Linked DNA regions of Zea mays: region 2 is linked to region 1. Evidence: chromatin contacts called from public Hi-C data. All regions are on one chromosome and are shown on one strand. The core of a region is the stretch at or near the end of the contact, and the rest is flanking DNA. Distances in the headings are between cores, read along the strand shown. Region 1 has its middle 95 kb from the start of LOC100273472. Region 2 holds the start of LOC100502077 (RING-H2 finger protein ATL66).

The links. Hi-C and Micro-C count contacts between places; a contact is called where the count stands out from the background.
Region 2: a contact with region 1 is called in a Hi-C map of ear, with 2.1 times the contacts expected there. The contact joins the promoter of LOC100502077 here to the enhancer-like site in region 1. A contact is called at or near these places in 4 of 25 Hi-C or Micro-C datasets (ear, endosperm, leaf and 1 more).

What each region holds. Positions count from the first base shown.
Region 1 is chr6:163,838,779-163,844,896 of Zm-B73-REFERENCE-NAM-5.0, forward strand. No RefSeq gene overlaps it. Among protein-coding and RNA genes, the nearest start is that of LOC100273472, 95 kb to the left of the region's middle. Within about 2 kb of position 2,678, at least 19 of the 20 cell types and tissues checked have an H3K27ac peak or open chromatin away from gene starts, as enhancers often do. A contact at or near this core is called in ear, endosperm, leaf and 1 more, where this site is marked.
Region 2 is chr6:163,998,809-164,004,413 of Zm-B73-REFERENCE-NAM-5.0, forward strand. It overlaps LOC100502077 (RING-H2 finger protein ATL66), which reads left to right and starts at 3,965. Exons shown (of 1, transcript NM_001196612.1): 1 at 3,965-4,778. The coding sequence starts at 4,146. The coding sequence ends at 4,676.

The sequences.
Region 1 (6,118 bases), core at 1,428-3,927:
AAGATGATGCCATGACGGCTGCCTTCGGAGGGCGAGACAAGAAAATGTTAAACAGGGTTTTTGATGTTATTGGTTTTGTTTACCCAGACTATTGCTATCCCTCGCGAAAGCAGGGAAAAAGAGGAAGGCTGCTGCTTCGGCTATCTCTGCTACACCGAAGGGGAAAAGGTTAAAGTTTTTACGCATCGACCCATGTACATTGAAACGACCAAAGTGGCGAAGCTTGCTGAAGGACCTTCTTCTGTTGTTGAGCCGGGTCACCCTACTACGGCCGAAACTAGGGTGGAATTGGCTGAAGAACCGATCCCGAAGACAGTAGCGGAACATCCGAAAACTGCCATGAATTTATTGCAAGAAGCGGAACTGCCGAAGGTTGAAAATATTGTTGCAATAACTCCAAAGAGGATGAGAATGGCCAGTGTATTTGTCACACCAGGGTTTCGGGGTCCAAAGCCTGGGCACGAATATAATCACCAGGTGTGCTGGGACCAAGTCTCACCCATATGATGAATCATGGCACATGATCGAATGTCATATCTTTACTACATAACAGGAGTTCTGTACAAAATAAATAAATAGTTACATTATAAGGAGACAACGGTCCAGCAACCCAAAGTTGACTGGGAGACGACGACCTAGACCTCTCACGAACTCGTCACAGCATCCTCCATGCGCCTCATCCTGTGGTACCTGTGCTTGACCTATGGGGGGTGTGAGACAACAAGAGTGAGCTCACATACGTTCATAGCTCAACAAGTTGTGGGGAATAATGTGCATGAACTCGCCAAAGGTGGGAGCTCATGTGAAGTGTAAGGCTTACCAAAGATGATGGTTAGAGCTGCGCATTGCTTTTAAAGTTGGTCAAAAATTTATTAGCAGTTACTAAATATAAGTAAATACCAACCCAATTAAGTAGTAGAACAAAAGTAACAACATCACATGCGATGCAATGCATATGGCAAATTGAATTTAGTTCCATAAGTTAATCATGTGAGTGTCCGAGCTGATCATGACCATGAGCACGGCTAGTATACCAGTTTTACACTCTGCAGAGGTTGCACATCTTTACCCACAAGTCATGTTACCCATCTGCCAAGAGACGGCCAATCCCATACACCTCTACCGAGGAGGCAAGGCAGGGTAACACTACGAGGCCTTTACAAAGTTCCACTAGCTTCAGAAAACCCGCTACAGTTTATAGGAGGCTCCAATGCAGGAATCCCTCGTCTGACCGCCATCGCAGCAAAATCAACCTGAGGAGCTCCCTACACCGACCACTCCCCTACTGCCCTTGCCCTTTCGGGTAAGGTCCTCCATTAGCTTTCCTAATTAGTCAGCCAAGGGGTCCCATTCCTCCCTTGTTGTAGCACTGTTTTCCCGGGTGGTTCTCCATGTTCCAATTAACATAATGATCTTAACATGAACAGTAAATAACAACTGATAATAAAAGTATAATCATGAATAATGTGTATCTCTATACCCAAAACCACATAAAGCAATAGCAGGTACTACCCAAAATTTAGTGGTGAACAAGGTATAAAGATAGTCAAACTAGGGTAACCTATTGGGTCCCATCAAAATTAGCCTATGCAGATCATTATGATTAATCAGAACATGACTGGGTAAAAAGAAGTGATCAAGGGCACAACTTGCCTGCGACTTGAGATACCAGGTACCAACTTGCTCTTCAGATGACACGTAACCTCACGCTAGTCGTAGCAATACAAACAAACATGGTATAGGCAAAATTAACATCACACCAAGCATAAGAACAAACTGCATAAGAATATTCTACGCGTCTCTACGAGATCGTGGGTTCGAGAACCATTAAAATCGGAGTTACGGTTAAGGTTTATGGAAGATCTACGTGATTTAAATATTAAACTATATTATAAATTGATTAGTATTCATCATATGAGAGAATATTCTATAAGTAATTAAACCAACTTTTATTGTAAGTTATTACTTGATTATTGATTATATTTTAGTCAAATTATAATTATAAGATCAGAATACTATATTAATATTAGAAAAGCTAATACAGAAAACATAGATTAATCAAATTAGTTACCTAATTATAAAAGTATGGGATATCATATGATTAATGTTGCTACTGTGTAGCAAATATTTATACGAAGCTAACACAACTTGAACGGATTGAAATAGAGTTAAAATGAATTAATTATGATTTTCTAAATTTATTTAGTACCTAGGATAAAGTAATTCAAGTGAATAATTTTAATTCAAGTTTCATGGCTAAACAAAGGTACTAGATGATGAACAATATTAAAAAAATTATTGCAACCGGAATGGATCGATTTGGAGCTAAAATGAATTAAATATGAATTATACAAGTTTCTATATTTAGTTGTGTACTAAAAATCAATTTCTATATTTAAATATCAGATTTCTCTATTCCTGGGTCGCGCACATTATTACAGACAAACTCAGGGTTAAACTAGCAAAAAACGTAGACTCATGTTACCTCCCTCGCGGTAAGCCAGTGTCTCTTTTGAATTATTGCACGACCGAAGGGGTATCAACTGTTTTGCACCGTTGGATCACCATTCAACAGTTCTGATTAGATCTAAACCGAGCAGCTAACAGAACCATCAATCCTATTCCTGGCCGCGCGCACATGATCCGACGGTTCACACCCAACGCACGAAGGGTTATAGCGCGATTTAATCGGGTCCGCCCAACAAGCATCCAACGGCCAACACAAGCAGACGCGATTAGAGCCACACCGATCAAAATCGACGTGTCAGATTTAATGAACAAAGAGGGTTCCTAGCGCTCCAATCCTATCCATCTATTTCGGATCTAGCGGCTAGCGACTTGTCTTCCTCCCCTAGACGAAATGCGGCTGCACACTGGCTCTGCCCACGGCGGTAGCCATAACCGGAGCATCCGGTCAACCTTGCCGCACCCCAACCTCTAGTTCGTACGGCCCTACACGCAGCGGAGGAGACATCCAGAGAAAATACTCACCCCGCCATGGCGCACCCGAAGATACTCTTGCGACAGCAGAACCCTCGACTCACCCTCTCTCTCTCGGCGAGATGCACACGACCCTCAGTTCTTGCGGTTCGCTCGGCTCCAGATGATTTCTAGGATATGCGACCGGGGAAGGTGAGGTCATCAGGTTATATAGGCTTGGGGACGGGGCTAACAACCAACGAGGAACGCGCGGTCAGATCAGCATGCATGTAGCTACTGCCTCAAACGGCCTAACGAATTGAGATAAGCGGTTATGGCCTAGGATCCGCGGTCGGCTACCGCAGGCTTGCGAACGGGTTTAGAGGTGAGGCAGAAGACGAAGAAAACACGCTCAAGCAGGGGACGACCAGGTTGGGGTTCGCGTCGTTCGCCATGGAGGAGTCCGGTCAGGCGACAGGCAAATCAGCAACGAATTGTGCTTGTATCAGGAATAAAATAAGAAAAACAAACTGGAAGGAGACGTGGGCCACATGCTTAGGAGAAGCTGGGCCGAGCTGCATGGCATACGTAAGTCTTCCTTCATCTGTTTTTTTATTAAAGTTTTCTTGATTCTTTTCTATTTCAGTTTTTTTAATTCCAAATTCAATTTGAATCGAAGTCTGAGTTTCAAATAAATAGAACAGGTGTACATGCAAAAACACCTACACGAATGCATGTATAAATTATATTAATTCTTTGGTCCATGCCACAAAACATATAATTCAATAAAGTATACTTTATATAAGAATACCTCATCATATTCAAATACTCCACCAAAATTTATATTATCCTTTCATTTTTCTTTTAGGAAAATATTTTCGATTTATAGGTTTATTAGTAAGACACTTTAAACTGTAGATTTTCAAAGAATTTTCTCATATACCAAAATAGGTGTTTTTTAGGGTGTTACAGTATTGGATGCTGTTATGGAATCCACGAAGATACTACCGAAGGATCTGAATTCCCTGCCCCTAATGCACCTTCTGATGAATTAGAATTTATAGTGTGTCACGCTGCAGGGAAGAAACTAACAGAGGAACAAATTACCGAAGCTAGGCAATATGCCAGGGATATGAAGTATGCCCCAGGAACCTTGGTATTCAACGACACTGACGAAGATGACTTTTTATATTGGCTACCGGATAACAATGAGTTATCTGTTTGTCGAGAAATGACAAAGAGTGTGGGATTCCCAAAGCTGGAGCATGGCTTATCTGCGATGTTGAAGGATGATCTTGCACACAGCCTTGCTTATAATAGCTTGAAGGTATAGATATTCTTGCTTGTCAAATAAGTTATGTTTATTGATTTTCTTACTGCTTTTATGTTCTCACACATGTATTTTTGCTATTAGGGCTTAATTCTTAGTAAGGCTTTAAGGGCTCAAAAAGAAGCCGAGGACGAAAGCTACCAGATTGCACTTGGGAACCTTCGGACAGAGGTCATCACATTGAGGAATGAAGCCCTCGAAAAAGATAAGATTATGCTCTCCTTAGTAGATAAACTAAAAGTCAGTGAAGCCAGGCTTAATGCACAAGCCGAAACTAATAAAGCCAAAGTTGACGATCTAAGGAAAAAACTTGCTGAAATGAATGAAAATTTTGAAGTTGCGAAGGCAAAGCAAGAGATAAATGAATGGACGAGCTCAAGGCTAGAAAAGAACGTTGAGGAGCTTCGTGATTCCAGGGAAAGGCGTTATGAAAAATCCTTGGACTGCGCAAATAAGCTAAAGGATAGCTTTGCGAAGGTGGGGGCATATTCTTCAGAACAAAAATTTATTCGCGGCGATCCCGAAGGGGTTATCCAATGGATAGGTGAAGAAGCCAAAGCTGTCGATGAGATCTTTATCAATCGCAGAGACTTTTGTGCTTTTTCCGGTGCCCGAGGGATTGAGACAATCTTAAAAAAGGCTAGGTGTGAACATGTCAAGGCCGTGGCACATCCAAAATCCATTCTCTCTGCTGACAATACTAAGGACCCTTCAGTTGAAGCTTCTACCCTGGGTGGCAAATTCTACTCCGATGTGTGGATGAAGGGCGGATGTGAGATGGCTGACGAAGCCATTAAAAAGAATGAAAAAGAATCTCACGACACCCGTGAGGAAGCTAAGCAAGCTGAAGAAACTGCCGAACGCGCCATGATTATAGGTACTTTTATTTTTAAACGTTTTGCCTTGTTGTTCGTTTCTACCTTTAGAACTCACCATCATATATTTATTACAGCCGGCCTCTCTCCACCACCGGAGCCATACAAACCAGAAGCTGATCCAGTTATGAAAGAAGCTTTGGATGTTATGCAAATTGCTAACGAAGTTGTTGACGAAGTCGTCGACAAACTTTTACATGAAGCTGCTAAAAGAGTTCTGAAGGAAGACTAGATTCTTGTTTTACTAGGAGATGTAATATTTGTCTATGAGTCAAACATCAAACATTTATATGTATATTAATGTAATATATTTCTTTGTGATGCATGAAAGTTGTGTACATACCATTTTTGAGCCTTCGGCGAAAAAACACCTTCCTTTCTTTTCATGCTTCGCAAAGAAAAAATCACTCCTTCTATGTCACAGTTGTTGTTTAATATCGTTGTTGACGAAGATTTTCTTGATGTGTAATATTATATCTGTCGAAGGTATACTTTGTTCTTCAGCACATTGTTTCATAATCCATCACATATTTTGGGAGAAACATCTTTCCCTCTCCACAATTTTTGTTGCTGATGTGATATGATGTATGATGTAATGCTATGCGAAATGATGTGATGGAATGATGCGATATGATGTTTATGTCGAAGATAATCACTCACACGAAAAACACACCCAGACTCTGCATTCCCTTAGGAACGACTTTGGAGTCTCTTCACCTTTTTCTTAGGTGGAATTTTAGCTCTGCATCCTCTTAGGAACGACTTTGGAGCCAAGCTATGCATCCCCTTAGGAACGACTTTGGAGCTTCTTCACCTGTAATTTAGGTGGTACTTAAGCTCTGCATCCCCTTAGGAACGACTTTGGAGCTTCTTCACCTTTGATTTAGGTGGCATTTTGGCTCTGCATCCCATCAGCGACAACTTTTGAGCTTCGGAACTTATGCTGCGCTCCCTTAGGAACGACTTTGTAACTTTGAAACTTACTCTGCGCTCC
Region 2 (5,605 bases), core at 2,715-5,214, 160 kb after region 1:
TTCGTACTAAGGGCTTGTTCGGATTAAAGTGAATTGAGAGAGATTAGAGGGATCTCATCTTATTCAAATTTAGATAGAAGGGAATTTAATCTCTTCTAATCTTTATCAATCCATCCCTAACTGAGCAAGTATTAAAAGGTGAAATGACCCTGTCTGGCCACTTTCGGCTTTTGCCCTCCTGTGGATGAACAAGTTGTATCCTGTACCAGCGATAGCCGATAGATGAGGCGTTGCGTTGGTCTTGGTCCATATGATCTCATCAATCACCTGCCGTTGCCATGCATCCTCCCGGCACGCACTGACGCGACCCGTCAGGCCATCCACCGGGCTACTCTACTCAACGGGGGGCCATCATCGTGCAGCAGTGGCCAGACGCTATAGCTTTCACATCGGACATGCACTCACCGTCACATCTTTGGATCTGAAAGGCAAGATCAACGCGTCTCGTCGTCCATCTCCTCGTCAGCTGTGCACTGTGTGCTGGGACTGGGAGCAGAGATCCAGTGGGCCGCAAACCCGCAATCCGCATCCGCCCTCCCAATCCTCATCTCATCAGCCATCATGGATGGCCGGCCGCTAGCTGGGCGGTCAGCTAGCAGCAGGGCACAAGGCAGCAGCAGCAGCCGCCCAACAAAAGGACGACGGATCCACCGCCGGATCGCACAACGATCCGTCGATTGCCCAGTGTGGTGTGGTGTGGCAATGTGCACGCATGTGTGCTTTTGCAGGAGATAGAAGGTACGTACTACCTGCCTGCCTGCACGTACATCAACTGGGATGGCTGGGTAGTGGGTAGTGGTGCGATGCTGCCCAGGACACGGGCGCTTTTGCATGCATGCCCTGCTGGAACGAGCGCCGCTTTGAGCTTTCATCCGCCGCACCGCATGCATGGCCGCTTGCCGGATGCGGCATCGGCAGGGCCGCGTGCGCCTCGCCCTCGCGCACGAACGACCACCCGATCGACAGCCTGCAGTCCTCTATACACTACTACACAGGCAAGGCTCTCACCACCGGCAGTGTCCGGCGCTACTGCACTACACGACCATAAAAAGCACGGAAAGCGGCGTCCCATCTTGCCATGCCGCTGCAGGATATTTTCGCAAGTCACGGTGCCTGGGCTATACTATTAGTCCTTTCGCAGCGGCGTGCCCCTGTCGTTGTTAGCGTGAATAATTTATTGACGGGATAGGATTGATCCCGTGGGTGGCGTTGGCAAAAAGATATGGTGATTTCTGCCGCTAGTTGATATGGATGACCCGCACTCAGGCCTGGGCAGGAAGGGGTCCCATGGCGCGATCTATATTTTTCTCTGTGCCTTCAGCCTTATCATCTCTGTGAGCGCGAGCTAGCTATATGCCAGCGTTCGCTTCCACCTGCGCAGGGCCGTGCCTGAGGTAGGGCGGGAGGGGCGGCCGACCTGGGCCCCATCTCACAGGGGCCCCACAGCACACAAAGTCCAATAAGAATATAGGATAGAAACGGATATTATTTACTATATCAATATATTTTTGAGTTTGTTAGGAGAATGGATTGCTATCACAATATATTTGTTGCTTATCGAATATTATTTACTATACCAATAACTGTGGCATCAGCTGAAAGGAGCTTCTCAAAGCTTACGTTATTGAAGAATTATTTAAGGTTTGCAATGTCTCAAGAAAGGTTAGACGGGCTAGCAACTTTATGTATTGAGAAGAAATTATTAGATGATGTAAATATTGAAGCCATCATTGATGATTTTGCATCTAGAAATGTTAGAAGACATTTTTAAATTGATCTCTAAAATATATTTAAGGTAATAATCTTACTTATATTTTTTACTGCTAAAGTCTTTCTGTGGTACATCAAGTATAATTAGTTGATACTCCCTCCGTTTCTTTTTAGTTGTCGCTGGATAGTTCAATTTTGTACTATCCAGCGATAACTAAAACGAAACGGGGGAGTATATATAATAGTAAAAAATAGTTTTTATGGTGTTGGGGCCTACGTTTATAATCTTGTCCCGGGCCCCTCAAAAGTCAGGAACGGCCCTGCACCTGCGTCGCCAGACCATGCACACCGCGCGCGGTGGGTTGCACTTTTTTTTTTCTTTTGCACGCAGCGTCGCATGTCTCAGGCACGTACCAGGCGCGTACCATACGCGGTGGGTTCTCCGTAGCTCCTGCAGCCTTTGTTTTCCAGCAGTCGATGTCGATCCGGCCTGCCGTGGAAAGCCTTTGCCCAAAAAAATGCGTGTGCGTCAACTACTGGAACGCACAGATCGACAGACAACCACGCATGCATGCATTGCACGCACAGTTTGCATCAGCACGGAACTTGAAGAGCTTTCCTTTGTTTAATTTGGTGGTGTTGGTGTGTGTGCGCGCCACGGTAGACGTTCGGGGGCCGGGAACCATATATGCACGGATCGGAAGACCATGACGACGGACCACGTCTATCTATCTGCATTCGGCGGCAGGGTGGTTTATTGAGGGGTCCAGAGTGAGATTTATTAATGAAGACCCTAATACCATAAAAGCTATTTTTTATTATTATGTATCATAATAAAAAATGGAGTGGTTTAAAAAATAGGAGAAATTATTACCCCAAATATATTGTAGAGATCGCTTTAGAAAATGTTGTCTAGATGCAAAACCATCGATGATGGCTTCAATAAAATAAATTGATTTATGTAATTTGTTAAGCGTAATTACCTGTTAGAGAAATTGAAAAGAATGCATGTATATAAGTTATATGTCAGTTGTTATACACATGCTAGTATTGGTTTATCATTCATGGATTAATATTTAAGAAATAAATAATATGTTGTGCCCCTACAGCCCTGTGACATGTGGTGATGTTGTTTGCCTTGTTTGACAGCCTGCTGCCTACTACGCTGAGCTCTAGCATTTGTTGTGGCGCAAAACGTCTGATGCCTGAATTCTGATGATCGCGCGTGTGTGTGTGTGGAACTGCGAATGCGGCGTGCCCTAGCGTATTTACGTTCGTTACTTGGTTGTCTATTAGCTATCGCTAGACTAGGTCCTATATGCACTGGGACGGCCCCTAGGAAGTGGGGGCCCAGGCAAGGCAAGGCGTGGCCCTGTTCGGCGGCGGTGTATTGCATTCGTTGCCTTGTCGTATTAGACCCGTTTTGTAGGCACAACGGACAGCGACCTCGATCAAACGCCCGTCCACGTGTACATGTACATGTACACATGCCTACCTGTGCCGATTCACAGCTGGTCGAGTCAGCGGAGGTGGAGCCATGGAGGTCGGAATTGTTCGCCTGAATGCATTGACCGTGGTCCGGCCACGGCGGAACAGTCCTACATGCTAGTACAGTTTTACGCCTACAAGTCTACCGTGACTGTTACAGATCCAAACTCTAGCCTAACCAGCGACCGAATCTTTGGAGCTACATGCTGAGAACGAAGCCACGCACGAACCATGCCGGATACAGTCCAACGAGCCAGACAGAGACCCGACCGTCCCGTTCCGTCGGCACGCCGACTGCCGGACTGATGACTGCAGTCGGCATGGATACAATATTGTTGGAGCCAAAGTTTTAATTAATCTCTGTTATTCCCCGCTCAAATTCAAATCAAGTTCCAGAGATTCTTACCGTCCATTTAATTTAGCGCTCATTCGCTGTTGCCACTTTGCAATTTGGCCGTCAGTTTGGATCGAGGCTTTTGTTGGTTCATTACCCCACTGGCTGACGGCTCTGGCGCGCGCGGTAGCCTCCGCCCTCTCGCCAACCTTAAGGCCTTGTTCGGTTAATCCCGTTACCCATGGATTGTATGGGATTGGAAAAAATTAAGAAAGAGTTTGACTTAGTTGGGATTTAAACCCATCCAATCCCACTCAATCCATGTGGATTGGGAGCTAACCGAACAAGCCCTAAAAGTGACCGGACCGGGCGCTTTCAAATTTTATAACCACACCCCCATCGCACTTGCCACCCCCGCGACCGTGATCGCTCAGGCCGCGCCCGGTCGCCAGCCTCGGCGAACCACACGCCACCGCCCGCCTAGCTTGACCACACACGAGCGAGCGAGTAGCTACCGATCGACGACGCTCCTTCTGCTTCTCCCCGTCGTCGTCGTCGTCCCATGCACCTCTGCCACATATTGTGAGCGAGCGGCAGCGGTGTGTGCCGAACAATGGCAGCGCAGGAGGCCGCAGCAGGCGGCGGGAGCCCGCAGGTGGTGATGCGGTGGCGGTACGGGGACGTGGGCGACAGCAACTTCGCGGTGCACGGGCGCGCGGTGCCGCTGCTGGTGGGGCTGCTGTGCGCCGTCGTCTTCTTCGTCGCGCTGTGCCTGTACCTCCGCTGGAGGTGCCACCGCCGCCACGCGCCCGACGACCCGGAGGCGGACGCCAGCTCCCCGTCGTCGGCCGCAGCGCCGTCGCTCCCCGGCCTCGACGCCGACGCCATCCGAGGGCTGCCCGTGACGCTGTACCGCCCGCCCGCGTCGCCGCGCCTCCGAGGGGAGGCCGGCGACGACGACCCGGCGGCGGCGCTGTGCTCCATCTGCATCAGCGCGCTGCTGGCCGGCGAGAAGGTGAAGGTGCTCCCGCCGTGCGGCCACTGCTTCCACCCGGACTGCGTCGACGCCTGGCTCCGGTCCCAGCCCAGCTGCCCGCTCTGCCGGTGCCTCCTCGCCGCCGCCGCCGCCAAGGACGCCGTCTGAGTGCCAACGCCAGGCGCTTCGATCGTCGCATGACAAGCGGGCCCAGCTACCAGCGTCCCTCGACACCCGCGGGCTTTTAAATCAGCGCACTAGTTAATGATAGCGGCCGCCAAGACCGCGTCAGATCTACTCGTTGTGAGTGCGTTTGTAAAGACTAAAGAAGCCTTGGTTTATTAGGGCCTGATCACCAATGGCGTGGCGTGGCGTGCCGCTGCCCTCCGAGTCCGACGAGTTGTTTGGAGGCAGGCGTGGGGTCGGTCACCTGACCAAATCAGCCGGGCGGGGGGTTTCTCTGTGGCGCAAGGCTCTCCACTCACCAGTGCAAGAGAAAAGTGGTGTAAGCTGTACATAGCTTTTGAGTATTTATAACCAGAGAGAATTTTAAGGTACGATGTGGTGCTTCAGGTCGAATCTACTACTATGTTTTAGCGTAAAGTTCTCTAGTACCGGTGTATTACTACTACTACACGATGATTATGTTATGCCCATGTGTTTATTTTCGATTCCACAGAGCACAGCACTTCCGTAGAAGTGGCATTTGCAAATATCTCTGCCCTACATGAACTAAATATATTGTTCCTATTGTTAAAGTCATATTAGTAGTACATCTAATTATGGTCTAGCGAGGTGGAGGGATGAACATGTTCTAGAAAAAAAAATACACTAGCATCAAGATTTCGTACTATCGATGGTGCTGTTCTTCTTTATTTAGGTCAAGGTTTAGGGGGTACTACAGCTACTACATTTTTTTTTAGTTGTGTATTCCTAATTCAAAAAATATCTCAAGCTAGCCAGAGGTCTGGACACAATTGAGTAAGTTGTTTGATTGAGATGTTTTCTTTTTCTTTCTTTCTTTTCCGACAAAAGCACAGCTGGGTAAAGTCTAAAGAAGAGCATAACTGGAAGGCCACAAACAACACAAGCGAAAT